3 separate regions of the Drosophila melanogaster genome follow, and regions 2 and 3 are each linked to region 1. The links are chromatin contacts, called in public targeted proximity ligation maps. All regions are on one chromosome and are shown on one strand. The core of a region is the stretch at or near the end of the contact, and the rest is flanking DNA. Distances in the headings are between cores, read along the strand shown. Region 1 holds the start of Cnx99A (Calnexin 99A). Region 2 holds the start of CG2321. Region 3 holds the start of lncRNA:CR44022 (long non-coding RNA:CR44022).

Region 1 (2,614 bases), core at 67-2,566:
CGGTTTGCGGAGGGGGGCGGCTATGGCCGCGTGTTTGGCCTTCGACTTGAGCACCAGACCCAAGTCGTTAGCCCAAACGATGCGCTGCGGCGACTCCCAGTTCCAGATGCCGTCGTACTTGGAGATCTCCTCGGCGATGTCGTCCTTCTTGGCCTGCGACAGCACCCACCTCTTCCTGGACTCCTCCACGTCGTCGAAGTGATCCGCGAAGTGGAACTTCTTGGCATCGATAACCGGGCTCTCGTAGGCCAGCTTCTCATCGCCACCGATGACGGCGGGCTCCTCCTGCAAAGCATATGTGGAAACATTAGATAAGGTGCCATAAAATCCGAAGCACGCGGTTGTCAGTGGGGAAAGTGATAAAGAGAGGGAGAGAAAGATGGGTGGCCAGCATGGGTTTGAATTGGAGAGCGCTACACCTGGGCCCGCCAGACTAGTTATAGCTATATAATAACATGTTTTATGTTGCTCTTAGCTTGACCTCATCTGTAGCAGTAACTCCCCTAGAAACATAAATGACTGGCATAATTTCTAGAGAAACAAGCACGTTAAATAGAAGCTCTGCTCAATAAACCTCTGATGTAACCTGTGGAGCAACAGATTAGCGCATTCTTGGTGCTGCCATGGGGAGTTGCTATCTGCTTGACCTCGTCTGTTGGTAAACAGTTTTATTTTCCCTCGCATTCGGATTTGTTGCTGGAAAAGTGAGACACACTCGCATGCTAATTGTGGGTCATAAAGCGAAGAAGCCGGCCGCACCAACACCCCCCTCCCCCACAACCACCTTCCCCTACCCTCACAGCAATAGCGTTTCGCCTTTTCTTCTAGTAGCTTCCACTGACGTGTACTTTTTTCTCTCGTTTTTTTTATCTTACGAACCGCATCGTCGGACCAACTACTCACCTGCACATCCTCCACATAACCATCCTCGAAGTCGTCCGACTCCGTGTCCAAATCGGCGGCATTGGCCGCACTCAGCAGCAGCAAACTGCTGGCGAAGAGCAACGCCAGCGTTGCGGCCCGGTTTCCTCCCATTTTCCACGCCATTTTCACCCACTTTTCGCTCGCTCGCTGGCTGCCTGGCTGGGATTTAGTATCCGCGGAAAACCAGGTGGTGGACTCACTTGTGCGCGCTGTGCTTTTCAACAGTTTTCCCCCACTGCGGTCTGTTGCGGAATAACAAGAATCGAGATCTGGCACGACGAACTATTTGTAATTAAATTAATGTAAATTATACATTTTCTCTGCTGCGCTGCCTACTGTGTTCTGTGCTTCCTCTTCGCCTGCTTTGGTATGCCGCCGCAAAGGACAACTGGTCACACTGTCGCGTTGCGTTGTACCCTACCGTAGGGTATATATAGTTTTTAAGATACTTACTCAAGCTAGAATCTTTAATAATTGCACGTTCTTAGGAAGAGCACACTTTCAGCGGGACCAGAATATAATTGATTTGATGATTATGTTTGTGCTAAATAAAAGTAAGGAATATGTCAGATTTATTAATTTTATATACTTATTTGCTATTTAATAAATTAAGAATACTTTTGTTACCTTAAAACCACCCTCATGACCTCCCTAACCTGGTTTTGACCTAGAAAGTCTTAGTTTTAAAATTCATTAGAATAATCAAATAAATAATAATTACTATGTTATATCAACTATTATAATTCTCCCTATCATTTTTAGGATTAAAAATCTGTTAGTCTTAAGTAACCAAGACACATTGTAAAATAAAATAATTTAAGCAGATCAAATTAAGTTGCCGCATGGGTAACAGTGCGTTGATCAAATAATAAAAACATCATCGTAATCGTTACCTTAAGCATATCGATATGCCTCACTCCAATCGTCGTTACAGGGTTTGGAACTCCGATAAGTTTGTAGTACAGACTTACCCCCAGACGCTAATTGAATGTTGCATACTTTTCACTGCTAATCATAATTAATACATGATCATAATACAGAATGAAATATATAAACAAATACAATGTTATAAATAAAGAATAAATGGTTACAAGGGGAAAGAAAGCTGCATGTTTTCATTTGAGACATATAAATTCGCATAAACCACCATAAAATAATCGTTTTTCAGCCATAACTTGAGAAATATTGTCCGAAATATGGATTGTCATACCTTGTTGGACTCGTAATCGAACTCCCCTTCCAACCAAAATCAAATTTTGGAAAAAAAATTTTGAGCCAAATTTTGCAAAAAATGATGATGGTACCCCTTACAAAAAATTCAAAAATGGCCAAAATATGGATTTTGGAAAAACGGTCAAAAAGTTATATGCCCTGTTAGTTTAGGTCAAAAGATGTACAAAAAAGTTAGTTTCGTAGATTTCTGACTATTTTGAGCCAAGTAGTGACGAAAAACGTCTAAGAAAATACGTAATTTCCATATTGACAGTTTTGCCTTAATAAATTTGCACGGAAATTCGCAAACCAGTTAAAGCCTATTTTTGTTAATTATGTATGCTAATTTTTAAATTAATTTCAATCGGAATTAGGATTATCTAGGACTCGTAGCAGGCACCACTCTAGTATTTTGTTATTTTCCCTCGCCGACCATATTGAAATTAATATTTGTGCGATGTGCGATTTCCACTGAAAT
Region 2 (2,614 bases), core at 87-2,586, 170 kb after region 1:
GGGCAGCTGATCGGCGACCACAGAGGGCGTGGCCTCGGTGAAAATGGGCGGAGCAGCTAGGATGTTGTAGGGTTCACTGATCAAGGGCAGTTCTATATCCTCGCTGCATATATCCAGCTGGTCGGTGGGCTGGAACTGATCCATCAGCTCGATATTGCAGTCGGTTAGCTCGATGGGCTCCGCATAGACATCGAGGTTGGACAAGAGCTGCGAGTCGTTGGCATAGTGGATCAGGGCATCGTTGGTGCTCGAGGCGCTTTGGCTAGATGTGGCGGCCTGCATGGTGTCCAGGTTAAAGACGCCATCGGAGAGATTCGGCAGAGAAAGCTATAAACACGAAAAGGTTTAAAACTGCTCGAGGTGGAAGGTATAACTTACATCTAGTTGGTCGCCAAAGACAAGTATGTCCACCTGCGGGTCGAGCTCATCCACCATGTCCAGGCTGAGCCGCAAATCCTCGGTGGCCACGTCGCCTAGCGGAGTTTCCAGCTGCAAGGGCATCCAGAAGGTCTGCAAACCGCTGGTGAAATGGCCATAGACGCGTTTTCCCTGCGGCGAACTAAGGATGCCAGCCAGGACGAGCAGCAGGTGATCGCAGATCTCGTCCTGCATCACCAGCGAATTATCTGGCTCCACAATGATCTTCAGTTTGCGGCAGGCGCAGGCGTAGCTGCTCTTCTTCTTGGACAGGCCATTGGCCGAGACGGTGACGTGCAGTCGAGCCGCTGGAAAGGATTCGGAGCGCTCGCACTTGACGGCGAATGTGGAGTGATTCAGGCGCTGCACACCCGGCAGGTGCTCCTCCTCCTCCGCGTACTTGTACAGCTGCCAAAGGTTCTGCTTCTGCTCCAGGCTAATGTTCAGGTTCCACAGCACCTCGCGGGACACGCGGTAGACCTGCGCCTTCGCGAACTCGGCGCCCAGCTCCCGGCAAGCTTTCACATGGACGCAGTCCGTCGGCTCGCCTCCCGTTCGCTTGCACGACTCCACGAAGCACTCCGCCTTGCTGGACACCACTGCAGCGTCCGGCTGCAGCGACAGCGTGACGTCCTGGATGACCACAAAGTTGCGCGGCTGCTGCTCCTTCTCCTTGGTCCTCAGCGAGTAGACAGTGGAGCCTGGCCGCAGCGACACCAGCTGCACGGCATCGAGAACGTTCCTGCGCTGCGGACACTCGGAATTCTTGCAGAGCAGCGCCCGGTTGCCATTGATGGCGCCGCAGTGAACACACTTGCGAACGCCGCGCATGACTCTTGCATCTTAAATTCCCGGAAAATGGCTATAAAATGCGTTTCTTAGTTTTCGCAAAAGTTTGCCGGCTTTTGATTTGCGTGGCGCAGTGTGACCGTTTCGCGCGCTGATGCCAGCAGGGCTGGCACACACATTCTACATATGTGTGCATTAAATTAATTTTACTTTTGAATTATTGCTACAGTTTTTGCATACACTACATATATTTTACATTTATTTTTCATAACATTTGGGCTATTCCAGCCAGCTTGTGTAGGCAGTGCTGCGCAGCCCTGGTCGCATCAGCCGCTTGTTATCGATAACCAAATTGGCTACTTTAATAGGAAATTTGTTATTTCAATTTAAAAAGTTGACTTTCCGCTAAAATGACGCATCCGCTGGAGGCGCCGCAGCGCAGCCGCAAATACCCCTTCGTGCATATGCGCATCGCGGACCACAGCGCACTGGACACCATCGAGGGGCGCCACAACTGCCGCCTGTGCAACCGATCGCGCAAGTTCTTCTGCTACAGCTGCTGTGTGCCGGTTGGCGAGCTGGAGGAGCTGCTGCCACGTCTGGAGCTGCCGCTCCAAGTGGACATCATTAAGCACAAAAAGGAAATCGACGGCAAGAGCTCGGCGGTGCACGCGGCCGTTCTGGCGCCGGCGCACGTGAGGATCCACACATTTCCGGACATTCCCGACTATCGCGAGGAGGCGGGCGTAGTGCTCATATTCCCAAGCGCCACTGCGCTTGCGGTGCCGCAGCTCTTCGCGCGCAATGTGCAGCTTCAGATCGGCGACAACTACGGGCTGCCCAAGGGCCACCACATGGGCACCATGCTGCGCAGGCGAATGGACGAGGTGGAGGTAAAGGAGCTGCAGGAGGAGGTAGATGAGCCGGAGACGGTGCGACGAACCTGGACGCTAGACAACCTGCCCGTCCGCCGAGCCGTCTTCATAGACAGCACATGGAACCAGAGTCGCGGGATCTACGCGGACGCCAGGGTGCGCGGCCTACGAACGGTGGTGCTGCAGAATCGACTGTCGCAATTCTGGCGCCACCAGCGCGGCAGTCCGCGCTGGTATCTGGCCACCATCGAGGCCATTCACCAGTTCCTCCTGGAGGTGCACATCAATGCCTGGGGCCTGAACACCGCCTATCGCGGACTCGATAACCTGGAGATCACCGCGGGCTTCCATCAGCTGGCAGAGCCGCTGACCAAGACAGCTGCCAGTGAGAATGTGGGCAGGGAGGCGCCCTACAATGGGCAGTACGACAATCTGCTCTTCTTCTTCGCCCACATGTACGATCTCATCCACAAGTACTATGACCACAACGACCTCATCGCCTACCGACGACCCATCTAGCGTTCTAATGGACA
Region 3 (2,614 bases), core at 58-2,557, 140 kb after region 1:
TGTCACATCAGAAAGAAATAACGAACCGAAAAACACCATAATATAATCCCATATGAATTCAACAAGAATTATAGTTCCAAATTTTTTTAGTGCTGCTACCTCTTCTTCAGCTTCTTGTTTTTGTTGCTCCCTTTGTTCGCCTTTGTTGTTGTTGCTGCTGCTGCTGTTGCGAATAGCATTTTGTGTACCTTTCAAGAAATCAATAAAACAACAAAAACGAGTATCTCTCTCTCTCTCGCCGAGGAACTCTCTCTCTCTCTCTCTCTCTTTATATATCTGTGTTTTCTGTGTTTTGTTGACATTTTGCCGCTTTGTCTGCGGCGAATGAAGCTCGGCTTGGAAAATATCATAATTTAGCATATTGAGCAGATGCGAAATTGGACAAAAACCACCGGATGGTGGCGCAGAAAACAAAGAACCCCTGTGAAATTTTAAAAAATTATAAACTGCGCAAATTCGCTGACAGTTAAATGACACAATTCCGGCTGGAAACTGTTTTTTTTTGGGGCTGGGCCGCAACATTTTCTGCAGCGAATTCGTAACCCCCACCTCGTGTCAACCGTACTTCGCATCCGTATCCGTAGCACGTGCACTGCGAGTCCGGCTCTATTGATTTTTCGCACATCCCACGGGCGCCCATTTTCCCGTTTTTCCTCGGCTTTCCACCCGTTTCCCGGTTCCGGATTCTCGGCGCTAGCTGCATATGCGCATGTTCACTCCAAGCATTTTCATCTATTTTCGCAATCCCAGTGCACTGACCTTAGCCCATGACTGTCAACATTTTCGGACACACTGCGCGGAATATTGTGATTCCAGCGCAAATGCAGTTGAAATATATAGCTATATACTTAACTATGATGCAATTAATGATTGTAATTGGTTAATAATGCAGGTTTCTTGACAAATAAATGTATGAATTAAGTGGAAAAATCTTATAACAACAAAATATGTGTTAGTTATTTTCACTTTTCTTTCAAAACGATCATTCATTTTTCTCGGTGCACCAGCTACTTTTCCGTCACTTGACTGCATGCATTTAGGTACACATTTGTTTGGCTTACAAATTAACGCCATTCGAAGTGTTGGCTGGATAAACAAACAAGTGATTTTATTTCATTGCGTTCACAATGTGGGCCATTCATAAGATGCGATTGGGGACTCCGGTGTGTAAACAAACTGAAACTGCTGGTACTACAGCTGAATCAGAATCCCAAACAGAAACAGATCCCCAAGTGGGGCACCTCCTCCTCGGAAGTGGAAATGGATGTGGGTTATCAGAGAATCTCACGCTAATTACGAGGTGGGAGTTAGATTTGTTTGGTTTGCAGGTAGTGGGATTGCAGCACGCGAGTGCTTCCAGGAAAAGGCATTCCATTTCGTTTGGGAATTGGAAAATTGTTCGAAATATTAGCGCTAATAATTGCTTAGAATAGGAACGCCGCTCTAGAGAAATAAAATTTGGTTTTTGACAATTTGTATACAGCTTGTTTGAATTTGAAATGAAAACTCACTCATTTTAACAAGTAATCGGCTTATGTAGGTTTTAGCGGACCAAAACCGTAGTAAGATCTACTTCCGTTGAAGAAGCCCACGCATTTCCACATTTTCTTCCGGTTACCTGGGATATTACTTCCCATCCCGAGCCATTTTCCCTTTTTATCATAACCCCAAGACAGACAAATTGTCTATTATTTGAATGGTTTTTGTATCTACGGGCGGGGCACTGAATAATGGACATCATGCGGGGCTCATGTCGTCACGATATGTCAATATGTCCAGATTTTGTGAACACAGAAAGAAGAACGACACAACCCACTAAAAAAAAAAAAGAAGTCTGAAGAGGCGACTTCCCACTGGTTTTGGCCTGCAGTTGTCAGGCAATTTGCCTTCTGCCAATTGATTTTTCCACTTTGCCCGCTGTATTTTTAGTGATTTTCAATTATCTGTCAGTTGTTGTCGGGTCGGGTCGGCGGATAATTCAAATCATGGTCGAGTTCTTGCGCTGTAGAATCGAGCTGTAGAATCTGTGTTGTCCACTCGCGAGTCTTTGACCCGTTTAGCGTTATTAAGCACTTACTGGCCACAAATGGCCGACAATTGTCGCTTGATTGGCCAATTTCCCCGGTTGGATCAGAGACTTCGACCCGTTTAACCATTTCATTTTATGGTTTTCCCCGCCCGCCATTTTCCTTCCTCGCCGCATATTCAATAATCTTTTGTGTTTCTATTTTTATAAAGCGCCCTTTTACTTGTGGCACTCCAGAACCAGCACATCTGTGTCTGTCTGGCAGAGAGAAAAATACAGATATCGAATGTCAATAGCAACTTGCTTATGCTCTAGAAGATTAGTCAGCCATCAAGAAAATTCGGATTCTCAATCTATAGTAGAAACACAAATCAACACTTAAGTTAACTTTAAAGATATAAAAGTGGAACTGAAGGAAACCAATTTAATTTCAAATCTCCATGCTACTATATTCCCTCTTTTACTCCATAATTTCTCGCAGTGCAGTGCTGAAGACTACACTTAAAGCTCCGGCTCGTTGGCTTACTTTTTGCATGCGGCAATTTGATGAGCTGCTAATTAGCAGCTGCGATTGTGGTTGTGCTTGGG

The links.
Region 2: a targeted proximity ligation map of the Kc167 cell line shows a contact between it and region 1, with 10 times the contacts expected there. A contact is called at or near these places in 27 of 107 Hi-C or Micro-C datasets (the Clone 8 cell line, the D17-c3 cell line, the Kc167 cell line and 8 more) and 4 of 7 datasets of targeted methods (the Kc167 cell line and the S2 cell line).
Region 3: a targeted proximity ligation map of the Kc167 cell line shows a contact between it and region 1, with 6 times the contacts expected there. A contact is called at or near these places in 29 of 107 Hi-C or Micro-C datasets (the Clone 8 cell line, the Kc167 cell line, the ML-DmBG3-c2 cell line and 10 more) and 2 of 7 datasets of targeted methods (the Kc167 cell line and the S2 cell line).

The regions. Positions count from the first base shown.
Region 1 is chr3R:29,318,328-29,320,941 of dm6, forward strand. Cnx99A (Calnexin 99A) reads right to left here and starts at 1,317. Exons shown (of 10, transcript NM_170407.3): 1 at 1,261-1,317; 2 at 904-1,206; 3 at 1-285. The coding sequence starts at 1,047.
Region 2 is chr3R:29,487,929-29,490,542 of dm6, forward strand. CG2321 reads right to left here and starts at 1,337. Exons shown (of 4, transcript NM_001276139.1): 1 at 379-1,337; 2 at 1-327. The coding sequence starts at 1,248. CG2006 reads left to right here and starts at 1,540. Exons shown (of 1, transcript NM_143436.3): 1 at 1,540-2,614. The coding sequence starts at 1,617. The coding sequence ends at 2,600.
Region 3 is chr3R:29,457,971-29,460,584 of dm6, forward strand. It overlaps lncRNA:CR44022 (long non-coding RNA:CR44022), which reads right to left and starts at 1,308. Exons shown (of 1, transcript NR_074064.1): 1 at 809-1,308. All of the region lies in intron 8 of Ptp99A (Protein tyrosine phosphatase 99A), which reads left to right.